3 separate regions of the Gossypium hirsutum genome follow, and regions 1 and 2 are each linked to region 3. Evidence: chromatin contacts called from public Hi-C data. All regions are on one chromosome and are shown on one strand. Each heading gives the region's core, a stretch centred on a gene start, on an enhancer-like site or on the middle of the called end of the contact. The rest is flanking DNA. Distances are from core to core; before and after follow the strand shown. Region 1 holds the start of LOC107952872. Region 2 holds the start of LOC107952873 (transcription factor MYB14). Region 3 holds the start of LOC107955253 (actin-depolymerizing factor).

The links. Hi-C and Micro-C count contacts between places; a contact is called where the count stands out from the background.
Region 1: a contact with region 3 is called in a Hi-C map of leaf, with 2.3 times the contacts expected there. The contact joins the promoter of LOC107952872 here to the promoter of LOC107955253 in region 3. A contact is called at or near these places in 6 of 34 Hi-C or Micro-C datasets (callus, fibers and leaf).
Region 2: a contact with region 3 is called in a Hi-C map of leaf, with 2.9 times the contacts expected there. The contact joins the promoter of LOC107952873 here to the promoter of LOC107955253 in region 3. A contact is called at or near these places in 5 of 34 Hi-C or Micro-C datasets (callus, hypocotyl and leaf).

What each region holds. Positions count from the first base shown.
Region 1 is chrA07:38,445,727-38,450,424 of Gossypium_hirsutum_v2.1, forward strand. It overlaps LOC107952872, which reads right to left and starts at 2,456. Exons shown (of 2, transcript XM_016888074.2): 1 at 2,075-2,456; 2 at 1,332-1,886. The coding sequence starts at 2,229. The coding sequence ends at 1,565.
Region 2 is chrA07:38,402,523-38,407,114 of Gossypium_hirsutum_v2.1, forward strand. It overlaps LOC107952873 (transcription factor MYB14), which reads left to right and starts at 2,406. Exons shown (of 3, transcript XM_016888075.2): 1 at 2,406-2,694; 2 at 2,804-2,933; 3 at 3,446-4,151. The coding sequence starts at 2,562. The coding sequence ends at 4,010.
Region 3 is chrA07:38,091,905-38,096,546 of Gossypium_hirsutum_v2.1, forward strand. LOC107955253 (actin-depolymerizing factor) reads right to left here and starts at 1,820. Exons shown (of 3, transcript XM_016890996.2): 1 at 1,547-1,820; 2 at 970-1,235; 3 at 80-440. The coding sequence starts at 1,570. The coding sequence ends at 290.

The DNA.
Region 1 (4,698 bases), core at 1,206-3,705, 350 kb after region 3:
GTTTCTTTCATGCCACTTTTGTTGCGCTTGGAAAATGGAGTGTGTTAGATTCTATAGCCGGGGAAGTTTCAGAAAGTATATGAATCTAAAACAAACATGAAAACAAATGAAAGAAGCAACACAAGAAAAACCTGTACAAAACTCTCACCCAAAAATAACATAAAAGTTGTAGGAAGTTAGAAGATGACATAACAAAAATAACAAAACTTAATTGTTCAGCTGATTAAATTTCGTTTTTTACGGCAATATAACAACTAAGCTGTAATTCAAAGTCACACCGAGCAATATAGTTTCCTTTTTTTTCTCTTTTCAGCAGTCATTCCCTAATGCTGCCTGCACAAAAGATGCATATGATCTTCGCATTCATCACTTCGGGAAAAGTGGGAAACCTGTAAGGGTTTGGTTTATGAGTACAACAAACCAAAATGGCCTACTACATGCTTGCTTGAAAGTTAATAAAGTGGGTCTATTTGGATGCCTTGATATGGATTTAAAATCAAAGCAATATACTAATGAGACACTGATTGTATAAGCAAAAACTTAGTTTTGAGATCTTGAATGCCTAATTTCTAGTCTTACATGCTAGTCTTACAATGTATGAACGTTATGTGTGAGTTTTTTCCCAAATTATTTTGGATCTAAATATCACCATATATAGATCCTACTTGGGTATATTCACATTTTCAATCCGTTGTACTTTGTATGGAGTTGAATCTACTTCTAATTGATCCAACATATATTTACTTGTCATTTGTATTGTAGTTATAATTATATTTGATGAGATGACTCGGTCATGGAACAAATCTTTTGTGTGCATGGATTCCTCAAGATTCCTTTAAAAGAGAACAGGCTAACAATGCATAGGTTCTTCAAGACCTGGTTTAATTTGCATTTCCTTGCATAAATGTGCATGAAAGCATGAGAAATAATTTGGCTTTTAGGGTTATACCATTTTTTTACGTCAACAGGTCCAATCCTGCACTGTTTGTTAACATCATGACGGGCTTTACAAGAGTAAACGACCAGCCATCATCTAATTTTTCGACACTAATAAGGGGGCCTTAATGGCCCAAATCCCGTCATCAGCCCTCCCCCCAATTTCCCTTGAACATTTCTGCTACTACCAAACAATAGCTCTCGCCATTTCCACTCTCTCTACTCGCAGTCCCAGTGAGCACAGCAATGCCGGCTCCAGGAGATTACTAGGACCCTGCCAGGCCCCTCACTGGTTGCAATACGAAATGAAGAAAAATGTATTAGAAGAAACCATATGCACCATGAGATTTAAGCAAAAACATGAAGAATAAAGCTGATTTTGGGTCAAGGGAAGCTGGAAGAATCAACACAGTACACCAGTATTATTAAGTTCCCAATAATCCTTCAATACCTCGACATGCATGAGCACCTAAAAGGACCAATGAGAAATATCTTTCATCGAATTCACATTTAATTTGCGATAATCTACCAAATTGACAAACTAAAAATAAAAAGAACAGAGTCGTAGTGCTTCAAGCAAAACTAGCTTCTCCTATCGCCTTTTAAGCTAGTATCAACCCGAATACTACTAAATACAAGCATCATTGGCAACGAAAAAGCGTCTGGTTAGGCGTGCTGCGGCATGTTCCGAGACCAACCCTTGAATCATCAGAGTCTTCACTTCCCATGCCGAGTAAGGGAACCCTTTCCTCGCATACGAGTTCAGCAATGCAGCACTCGCCTGCTTCAGCAGCTCATTGAACACGTTCCCTTCTTCATTCACAGCCCTTGATTCCAACAATGTCATATCCGATCTGTACCGCTCACTCGCTCTCGACCCGAACACGTTCGATACCGTTGATCCCTGTGGGACCATCCTTGGCCACGCCTCTCTCCTGCTGCTCCAGAACCTGCGGATAAGTAAAGCTCTCAACATTTCGCATCCCCCCAACTCAACTCGGTGCCATAACTCACCGAGACAATATTAAAAGAAAACACTTTCTTAAAAACTGTTTGGTTTCTGGGTAACTGTGAGAAATACCGAAACAGATAAGCATATTGATATTCTTTATGGTTTTAAGAGAGAGAAAGGGCTTACTGAGGAGTGCATTTTTCTCGGGTTCTAGAGTAGAGAAACCCAGAGTGCCGTTTTAGAGTTGTTGAGGTCGTAGTAGATGATGAGACGGCTGCAAAGTAGGTGAGAGTGAGGAAGAGAATGAGTCGACTCAGTACAAGAGATATAGCCATTTTCATAACTTGTTCCAAGGAGTAGATCTAGAAGTGTTCCATTCCAAGGGAGGAACCGAACCGCTGTTTGGGATCTGATGGGTTGGGGTGATTTTTCTTGTTGGGCTGTTCGAAACGTGGTGCAGTGCAGATAACCCGCTCCCTACTTCAAACTTGCTACTTGAGGAACTGTTATTCATATCACGTGGCTACATTTTTCGAGATGGATTATTTTATTAAATTTTCTTTTGGACATGTTTGGCCTTAATCTTCCTAATATTTTACTGTTATTTAGCACGATTAAAAAATACAAAAAATTATATATGTTTTATTAATTGGTACATATGTGACGTAAATGGAAATAATTTTGTAAAAATATATTTATTGAAAGTGTAGGTAAAAATTAAATAAGTGTTTTGTTGAAATAGTAAATTTTAAAAGTTAAATATTATGTAATCAATAATATTGTTTGAGTCGAATTCAATGAGTTGATCAGATTGATCAGAATATCGATTCGGAAAGAGATTTTGAATTAATTGATTTGGGAACTAATAAGGATTAGTTGAATCCATTAAATCAAATTTGTTTATTTTTAGTTTTATTAATTTTTTAATTGAATCAATTAAATTGATTAGACTGACGAATCAATTAGACGAACGAACTACTCGTCTGATCATTTAGACTATCAATTCGGCTTTTTTTTAAAAAAATATTGGTTTTTTATTCAAATCTTATTATATAATTTTTTATTAATTTTATATGAAATATATAAAAATAAAAATATTCTCGTGGTGATTGTGTTTTCAGTTATTTTTATCAATTAGACTATAAGTGAAGTAATGAAAATTTTAGGTACAAATATTTATTAATTTCTGTTGAATTATTAGATGTTTGATTTATTTTAAACAAAAAAAAATGTAACTGTTTTATTTAAATATTTTATATAAAAATATGAAAACATCAATTATTATAATAATATTTAGGATTAATATTTGATAGATATACTAATTATTTTATTATAGTTTATGTAGTCTAAAATCTTGAGTACTAAATATTTTTTTCATAAGTGATTTTTGAATTGTTTGTTAATGCCGACGAATTTGATTGAGTATATAGATTACGAACCCTGTCTATATAAAAGAAAATTACAGACCTTGTATAGTTATTAATGAATTGAAAGTCGAAACCCATATCCATATCTTCAATCAGTGTCTAGGAGTTAAATGGTTTTATTGTGGAGAAAGATGGAGGGTAACCTTATCCTTTTGAAATCCCCAAAAATGAAGCACATGACTTCTCGTCGTAGTACATCGTCCACGTGAAGGAAGAATGGCCCAACACTCCTTTTGTTTTTACATGTGTTACCTTGTCCTTCTTCCCCCTCATGTTTTTGGTTAATATTAAAGGTTAAAACATTCTTTACACATTTATTCTAACTAAATTACAGTATTATTCACTAAATTATGGATAAAATTTTTATTTGATCATTTAATTAAAAAATTTATAATTTGGTCACTGAATTATTCAAAAGTTTTTATTAAAATCATTAGGTTCATTATAGTGTCATTTTTCTATCACATAACTACTAAGTGAGTTTTTTTTCTTTATTTCAGAATGTCATACCAATGAATTTAATAGAAAAATTTTAATCGGTGTTAACAATTGGACATGAATTTTGAAATTTAAAAAGTTGAGAGACTAAATTTCAATTGTACAAAAAATACATGGACATAGAACATATTTTAACCAATATTAAATTACTGGTAAATTACAAGTTGTTGTAAATATTTGTTATTCAAAAGGGATGTAGTTAGGTTTTTTTTTTTTAAAAAAAACTAAAAGAAATTGTAGTTAGCTATTCTTATTAAGTAAGTACTTTTTTAAAGACTACAATCATAAGTATACTAATCTAATTATAAATATAGGTCCAAACAACTACAAAGTATAATCAAACCAACACAAAGCATAAACAAACGAACAACTTGAATATATTGGACAAAACCCATACATGGTGGAATGAAGACTCACACATGGCAATTGGGCATGGTAGTACTCAATGACCCAACACCTCAATTTTTACCAATAATGTCAAAGCCTCATTAGCTCTTATTAAGTTAAATTTAAGGGTTCATGATATTATATAAAATATTATCTTCTAATGATACATTAGTATTTATGAAAACGAACAATCGTGTCACTTTGATATTTTATACCTATGCATTGATTTACAAATGTTGATATAAAGAAGAAGGTCGAAAGAAGACAGGGTTGGAGGGAAAGAGTTGAGTTCATACAAGATTATACATGTAGAGAGCTTAAAAAGATTTCAAGAAAGTCCCGTTCCAAGTAAGTAAGATTATGTGTGTTTCATGGACAAGTGTCCTTCTATCAACACTTTGAGAGTTGAGTCATGTGATCTTGCCAATACATGTATTAGGATTCAATTACTAAGCCACTTGTCACTCCATAAAATTCTCCTAATTTGCATGATGGTTT
Region 2 (4,592 bases), core at 1,156-3,655, 310 kb after region 3:
ATTGATATAGTATCAATTTTCGAAAACTTTTTAAGTTCTACGTTAGATTTTGGCCAAAAGAAAATTAGATGGAGGTGGCATAACTGAGAAATAATTATTCCATCATTTTCCCCCAACTTCAAACGTGAAACCCTAACGGCCAGCACCTTTGAGCAGACAGTGAATAATCTCAAATAATATTCCATATATATGAAAAATTATTTTATACAGTTAGGGAGTTACAAAATTCCCCAACCAAAAATTAATTAATGACTCACACCCTTTTGGTGTGTAATAAAAAAATATTCTTTAAAAAGGTCATGTGATGGTATTTTAACATTACTTATGGCAATTTATCTACATTGTATTAAAACTTTAATTAAGTTGATGGTCGAATTAATTGAGTATCATTTTATTTGGAATGAGGATATTTTTATATAAAGTTTATAAATTTTAATTTAAACCCAAATAAATTATTCACATATGATGGGATTTGAACTTAACACTAAAGTCTTCGTGGCTTTAACTTTACCATTCAACCAAAATCTTAGTTATTTTTACATAAAAGTTTTATAGATATATTTTTTACCAAGATTTTTTTCACCCGGGCGTGGGTGTGCTATAATTTAATCTAGTTATATTTAAGTGATTAATTGAATTAGTGTCACGAATCAACTATATCTACTTCATTAAAAAATAACTAAAAATACTTTTACCTAAAAATGAACAAATACTATGAGGGTGTTCATTTTTATATAAAATTTATAAAATTAATTTAAAACTAGAATGAATCCACAAATGATAAGTTTTGACCTGAAACATTAAAATCTTGAAAACTTCAATTTTATCATTTCAACCAAAAATTATTTATTATTTATATATTTTTTATAAATATATTTCTACATAATCATCTTATTCACATTGACAGTTATAATCTAATTTATATATATTATTTAAGTGTGTGACTAAATTGGTGTTACAAGTTAACTCGACACTAATTCAATTAAGAAAAAATATTAAAAATTCAAATGTTAGACAATTAATAAAGATTCTTATAGGATGTGTGTGTGTTTTTTTTCCTTTTCATAACTTTATATACAGTTTATGAAAAAATAATTTAAAGTTATGCAAAATATGTGGATGATAAGATTTGAACTTAAAACATCAAATATCTCAAATTTTTAATTTCACCATTTCAACTAAAGTCTCATTATTTTAAAAGATAATTTTTTTAGATAAAAATTATTTTCATCCATATCGTGTTCTACATACTATATAAAATATGTTTGTTGAGTTAGTGTCATGAGTCAACTTAATACAAATTCGATAAATAAAATTACTTAAAATTTAATTTTAATAAAGTAATAAGTATTAATGTAATAATATTTTTATCTTTTTTCCTATTTTATATAAAAGTTTTAATTAAAACAACTAAAAACTAAATATGCACTTGAAACTAGTAAAATATTATTTATATATATTCCTTAATTGTTAAATAATTCTTTATGAATATATTTCTTCATATTAAAATTTTCTTTCGCTCACAAAATCTCTAATAAAGGAAAAGTTAAATTGTGTTATTAGTCTCTGTAATTAATAAAAGTTACAGGTTTAGTTATTGTACTTTTATTTGATCAATTTTAATTCCAGTACTTTTTAAAATTTAAAATTTTAGTCTTAGTCCAAACAATAACAGTTAAATTCATTTAGTTAATTCAATTACTTGTCTTGTACTATGCATACAATTGTAAAATTAGTCCATTTTTCCTAACTAGATCATTCTAATTTCTTATACTCTTCAAATTTTAAAATTTCATGAGTACAAATAACTATCGATAATCCATTAATTAGATTTTTAGTGAGTAATGTATAAAAATAATAATCTGAAATAACATTATATAACTTATAATATTTTTAGTGTATCAAATTTTAAAAATAACATACTTTTATTAATAAATTTAACTATTATTATTTGATAAAGATTAAAATTTTAAAGTTTAAAATAAAAAGAATAAAACTAAATAAATTAAATACAAAATTTAACCTATAGAAAACCCTTGATAACACTAAACTTGTCGTGTTCCAATAAGCTTCTGAATTCTCAGCGTAAGCCAGTTGTAACCAAAATATTTAGCCAAATTGGAGTTGAGCCGCTGAACTGCTACATGAAAAGTACATGCACTTGTTCACATATATCATTATATCCATATTCCAAATAAATTATTGATATAAACATATATTAATTCACCCACGTTTTATTTGAGCACTCGATATATCCAAGTCCCATCACCACACATGAATAGTTGAGGGTGATTATTTGAGAGGAGATTTCCTAGCAATTATGGATGTGGTGGATATGCCTTTTGAAAAGTATGAAATAATATTAGTATAATCAAATAGTACTCTTTTGACTTTCATGTACAGCCCAACTTTTGCTTTTGTCTCCACTCTCGTCATATTGTGTACTAATATATTCATATATAGCCCTTATAAATACTGTTATTTTGAGCTTATTATCAGTTCTTGCCATCTTCGATACAGAGCTAAGAAGGCAACAACAGCCCTTTGGGTGAGAAAAAACAATGGGGAGAGCTCCATGCTGTGAGAAAATGGGACTGAAGAAAGGTCCTTGGACTCCGGAGGAAGATCAGATTCTCATCAATTACATTAATCTCTACGGCCATGGCAACTGGCGAGCACTCCCAAAACAAGCTGGTAATTAACCAATAACTTCCTGGTTTCTTTCAACTTCTCCCATCGATTACTAGTTTCTTTTAATCTTTTTCTGATGAATCCCTCTCTTGTTCTTTTGTTTTTTTTCCAGGTTTACTGAGGTGTGGAAAGAGTTGTAGGCTACGCTGGACTAACTATTTGAGGCCAGACATCAAAAGAGGGAATTTCACCAGGGAAGAAGAGGATACCATAATCAACTTACATGAAATGCTCGGTAACAGGTGTGTATATACTACCTATACTGATTCCCATAAACTTCAAATTTCAGCTTCCATCATTAGTAAACAAAACCAAAATTAGTAGGATTAATTTAAGTTGATCCATTTTTACATATGTAGATGATTGATCCTCTTGGACTGTTTTTCTACTTTGAATTTTGGAGATATCCGATTCCGAATATGCTGTTTATTCATAGATCTGCTTTGGGTTGATAACTTTTTTTATTTTTTATAATCAATTTGGTCATAGATATAATCATAGAAACATGTGGGACTGAGAAGATTCCTCCCTGAGATTTGTCCCTATGCTTCTTACAAGCCATAAAAAAAATGAAAATACTAGTAATTATCATTCAAGATTAGCAATTGATTACTCAACTTTATTAACTTTTTCTCTTCTCAGACACTAAAATACAAGTCATTCCATCTTTTATTCTTAAAAAAAAATTACTGCCAAAAGCAAGACCATCCCTTTGTTTAATCCTTGGCCTAAGCAGATTCTGATTCTCCTGCAGATGGTCTGCTATTGCGGCGAGATTACCGGGACGAACAGACAATGAAATTAAAAATGTATGGCACACCCACTTGAAGAAGAGGCTGAAACCGAACCATGGCTCCATTGACAACAAGGGACAACCCAAATCCAACGTTGATTCATCCAAGGACATCAAAAAAGAACAACAAGAACCCATGAATTTTCTAAGCCCTGCTGTAACTGCTGCAGATAATAGGCCTGCTTCCCCACCAGAATCCAGCAGCGAGGTTTCCACAGTAACGACAAGCGAAAACAACAGTAACATGTGTATGAACAAGATTGAAACACAAGAATATGTCTCTGAAATCGATGAGAACTTCTGGTCGGAAGTATTGTCGGCCGACAATTCAAGCATGGCTAGCGACTTTCAAGTTGCTGGTTCAGACCAGCAACTTCATCCTCAATACTTGCCAAGCTCCCCATTACCGAAGTTGGAAACAACCAATGACTATGGTTCAAATCTATATGATACTGATACTAACATGGATTTCTGGTACAATCTTTTCGCAAGAGTGGGGGATTTATCAGAATTGCCAGAAATTTGAGTAGCTCGTAATTAACTCATCGGCCACGTTAATTAGTTGTAACCCTTTTATTTTCTTTATTTGTTTTCAATTTTAACCTCATGATTATTCAGTTGGAGATGGAGATAAACGGAAAATCAATAATAATCCAAAGTTTGCTGATTTTTGCTTAGCAAATATAAGTCCTCGTATATCTTGTAAATTGATTAAGTGACTATTATTAGTAAAATAGATAATGGAAACAAAACTTTGTTTACCTAATTCAAAAGTTTCCTACGTAATCTTGCCCAAAAAGTTAATCTACTATACTTCAACAAATACAACCTATGATTTAAGTCTCATAATTTCACTCAATGAAACAGATCCTATATGAACAAATAAATTTACAATAAATAACAATCACTTATTCCACATAAATAACCACTTATAAATGTCTTCAATCATCTTCAATAGGCAAAGATCCTGTTACTGTTAAACTCTCATTATGATATGATCTTCTATATAAGAGAACTTGATTTATATTGAAAGTCTTTGATTCAATCCTTGTCACGTGTCATGGACTCAACTATGCTCACTCGATTGCAAGCTCATGTGACACTTGGA
Region 3 (4,642 bases), core at 570-3,069:
AATTCCAAATGTTGGAGCAGGAAATACATTAGGTAGGGAAGCAAAGAGAACATTTGTGAGACATGCCAAATTGCCAATATATGTGAATGGTAAAGAATCTGAATTCATGGCAACAAAGTTACTTTTAGCCTAGAGCTTCAGATCAGCTTTTTACCAGATTCTGGTTATTCAAGGACTAAATATACACTAACTTGTATGCGAAAATGATCCTGCACCTAGCTTTATGAAGGAAGGAGTAACGCAGAGTTGGGTAATCTCTTCAAATGGAACAGCTAAAACTGCAAACTGTTCAATGAGCACGATCCCTCACCACTTCAAGATCCATCTCTGTAGGGTCAGTAGCCTGAATCTCGTAATGGATACCGTCCAGTTCCCTTCTAAGCCTGTCTTTTGATGTGGCATAAAGCATCTTTGCACGGATTCGAGAGGATGAAGGGCACCTGATCAACAAAACACAATTGTTAAGTAAGAAGAACATCCCATCGGCAACTTTGTCAATATGAAAACAACAATAATGACGTCATGTAAGTAAATGACACAAAATAGGACCATTTGTTATCCTTGGTGAAACCATAGGCTAGAAAGAGTAGGTTTCCAAGTAAAGTAAAAAACTTAAGTAAAATCAGATGTCCGCTTATGGTCATTTATTCAAGTCTATAAATAAACCATGGGTCAAATACTATCAGTATTTTATGTCCTTTCTTGCTGCAGGCCAAACACTTAAATAAAACTTTATCTGTTCTTTATGGCACATTAAAGAACAAAAAAAGGGTAACAAATAGCATACAGACATATCCACTTAAACATCAGAACAATCTGAAACATAAGCTCCATGAAAGTAAGAATAAAACAACAGCGCAGTCACTAACAAGGAGCTTTGCACTAACAAGGAGCTTTGCACTAACAAGTAATTAATAGTGTCAAATTTGTTATACTGCAATAATAGTCAAACCAAAGGCAAAAATCTACCATGCAATGAAGAAAATCTTGCTCTTTTGACAATTCTCAGAAGTAACAAAATCAAAGTCGTAGACGGCATATCGGCAATCAGTTTCAGGCAGAGATGCAGCGAAGTCATCATAGGTCTCAGCAGGGGCACCAGTTTTCTCAACCACAACCTCCCTTTTCTTCTCATCGATCCTATATTTCACATACCGATAAACTTTCTTCCTTTTCAGCTCCAAGAAAGTATCCTTGGTCTGATCAGCAACGCCGATGCCTGATGTAGCATTTGGCTGGAAATACAAGCATCAACCTTATACATTTATTTTATTGGTAAAGGTGGAATCAGAGTTTTCATATTTTTCAAGAGATGATAAAAAATGGGTCGACATGTTTATTAATTTTGGAGCATCGATTGGAACATGAGAAGTAATTCAAAGTTTTACAGAAAACCAAACAACATATACAACATGCAATAGCAGAAAGTCACCTTAACAGATACAATAAATTGATATCAACATAAGAAATAGCAGATTAAACATTTTTTTTTAACATCTCAAAAGGAAATAAAACAATAAAGAAGTCATGACAGAGTGAGATATACCCGACTGAATCCCCTAAACGACATTGAAGCAGAAAGAAGTAAAGCAAACGGAACAAAGAACAGAGAGAAAAGGAAAATAAAGAACAGCCCTAGGTTAAGTAACAAGAGCCCCAGAGGCGATAACAGAGGCGGAGACTAATGAAAGAGAGCTATGGCGCTTATATTGTTAATAAAACTACAAGGAAATGAAGTTCAGAATAAACAAAATATGCGTCATATATGATATTTTTTTCACACCATAATATATATCCACTACTTTATAAAAATAAAATGGAGATCTAATGCCACCTTTGGCTTCTTTCTTTTATTTTTATTAAAAAGAAAATTCTTTCTAATTCTAATTATTTAGTTAATAAAAGTTTATATGTTTTTTAAACATGACTAACCAACAAAAAACTAATGGTATTGTTTGCTGCTTCCAATATTATATTAAATTCTAAATACAAAGAAGTTATATAGATAAACAACAGAATCTTATTTTATTCTCTACTCTTAAAGATTATAATAAATTGTAAATTGAGTGTTAAATGTAAAATGATATAAATTTAAGTGTACTGAAATGGATTATTTTTTTATTAATAAATTAAGAAGAAATTATGTATACTTAATATTATATAAAAAATAGATATAATCGAAACTTATAATAAAATTATTAAATAATGTTATGATAAATTTAGAAATTAAATGTAAAATATTAATTACTGAAATGAAAAATGAATAAATAAGAAATAATGAACATGACAAAGGAATCTTCCGAAAACAAAACATAGAAAACGGTGGGGTAGCCTTGCTGGGGGCGGTGCGTAAGATTAACGCCTGCAATTTGCATGCTTCATTATTGCTCTGGCCTTTTGGAGAAACTGTCAAATTACAAAAGGGCATCTCAAGAAAAAGAGTCCCCGTTTCCAAAGGACTTAAGTCACATTTAGCAAATAAAGATACCCATTTTCTCTTTTTGGTATTTAATTTTTTTAATTTAATATTTAAAGTATTAATTTTTCTATTTTCGATATATTTTGTAACAAAAGTTAAATAAAATTTATTAGGCAACTTTGGTAATAGAAAAACATCTCCTGGCATGTTTTAATCAATGAACAAAATGTTATATAGCAATTAAATTTATTTAAAATAAAAAATTTTAAATTTAAATTAAAAATTAAATATTTAAATATTAAAAAATAATTTTGATTTTGACCAACTTTTAAACAAAGTTGACCAACTGCTGATCCACAGTTAACCATGCATTGACCAATCACATGGCACTATGAGAATATGACAAATGTCATTTTTTACTTTTTAAATACTATATATATTATATTGATTAAAATGTATAATAGATATAATGAAAAAAAGTTTAAAAATACTTTTTTTATAAAATTATAAAATTTAAAAAACTTAAAATTTAAAAATAATATATAAAAATTGAAAAATGTTATAAAAATGAAAAAAGTATTTAAGTTTCAAGTGATTGAAAAAAAAACTTGAAATTTAAATATTTTTTATAATTTTAGACTTAATATTTTAGAATTTTTATTTTTACTTTTTGAAAATACTTTTTTTACATTTTTTAAATAATATTATTAATCTCAAATAATTTCATTTCAATTATCATATTTTTCGTTAATTTTATTTTTATATTTTTTATAATTTTTATGTTTTTTTAGATTATATATATTCTAAATTTATAATATTTTTATTTTTATATTTTATATATACATTAATAAAATATTTTTTTTACTTTTGTGATTGATTATAATTTTTTGTTAATGGTTATAAAAAAATGAACTAAAAAAAAGACATACTTTAAGTGTCAAATAGGAAGTGAATGTACTTTAGGGATCAATTTAAATAAAAAATTTAAATTTCAAAATAAGAAAATAAATATATTTTAATTTTTAAGAATCAAATAATAATTTATGCCTTTTTAAAAATATTTTTCATCATTTTAAACCTTCAAAGTAAATACACAAATCTCTGCCGTCCACGGGACCCCGTTAGATCATCATCATTAATTCAACTGCTCCTCCAACTCGCCGCGTATCTTATTATTATTGAAGTGAAATATATATTTCCATGCAAACTTGACCCAATATTTCAATTTTGTCAAGTTGGGCCAAAATATCACTACATTATGGGTCGTACTGTAACAGAACAGGTAGAGGGTTGAAACACCATTTTTTCCATCTTACAAATGGGATTGCATAGGCTGATGTGCTTGTAACTTACTACAAAAAAACAGAGAATGATGACTACTTGGGTTTGCCAATTATAGTGGGAAAGTACAGGAAAAGAGAATTTGGAAGCATAACTATCATGCAGCGGCTGCAAGGCTAAAGGGTACAGGTGGTATCCTTTTCAATCCATTTATTGCATTAGCTATCAATTCCCTTGTATGCAAATGCAACGAGTTTTGTTCTAGTTTTTCAAGAGCTTTGTGTATGAAATGTATTATGTGTATGATTAACAAGGTGGAGTCACGAAAAGAAAATGACTGAGCTGATGGAGGTCGGTTCAACCTGACTGAATAGAGAATCAAAAGATATTGAAGGTGAAAATAGTGGTGGTGATGGATCGAGACCAAAAGTAAGGTGGCAGAGTATAAGCAAGAATGTGGGAGTCTTCCTTTCCTTCTCATTCTAGGGTTATTAAGGAAATATATTTATTTTTCATATTCAATGGATTCATAATGACTAATTAATTTAATTTAATTTTCGAACTTCAATATTTAATTGTAATCAATTAAATAATAATTTGAAAACCTTAAATTAATTCTCAAGTCATTTATGTACTTAATGAGAAAAACATATTCATTTGTAAATGCGACATATTTCTCTAACTTCATCATTTCTATTCATTTGGTTTTACACTCAATTCATTTCGAGTTTCAACGAGCTAGGACCGTTTGAACATATGTAATTAGGGCTCAAATAATTTATAATTAAGTTCCATCTTTTCACTTATTAATTATAAACTTATTTAGTCACAATGGCATTCCACTATAGTATCATGACTGAGGTCTCCCTAATTACATACCATTATGAAAGTTACTTAATCAGTACTCATCCAATAACCTTGCCATAAGTGTGTTACCCTCAT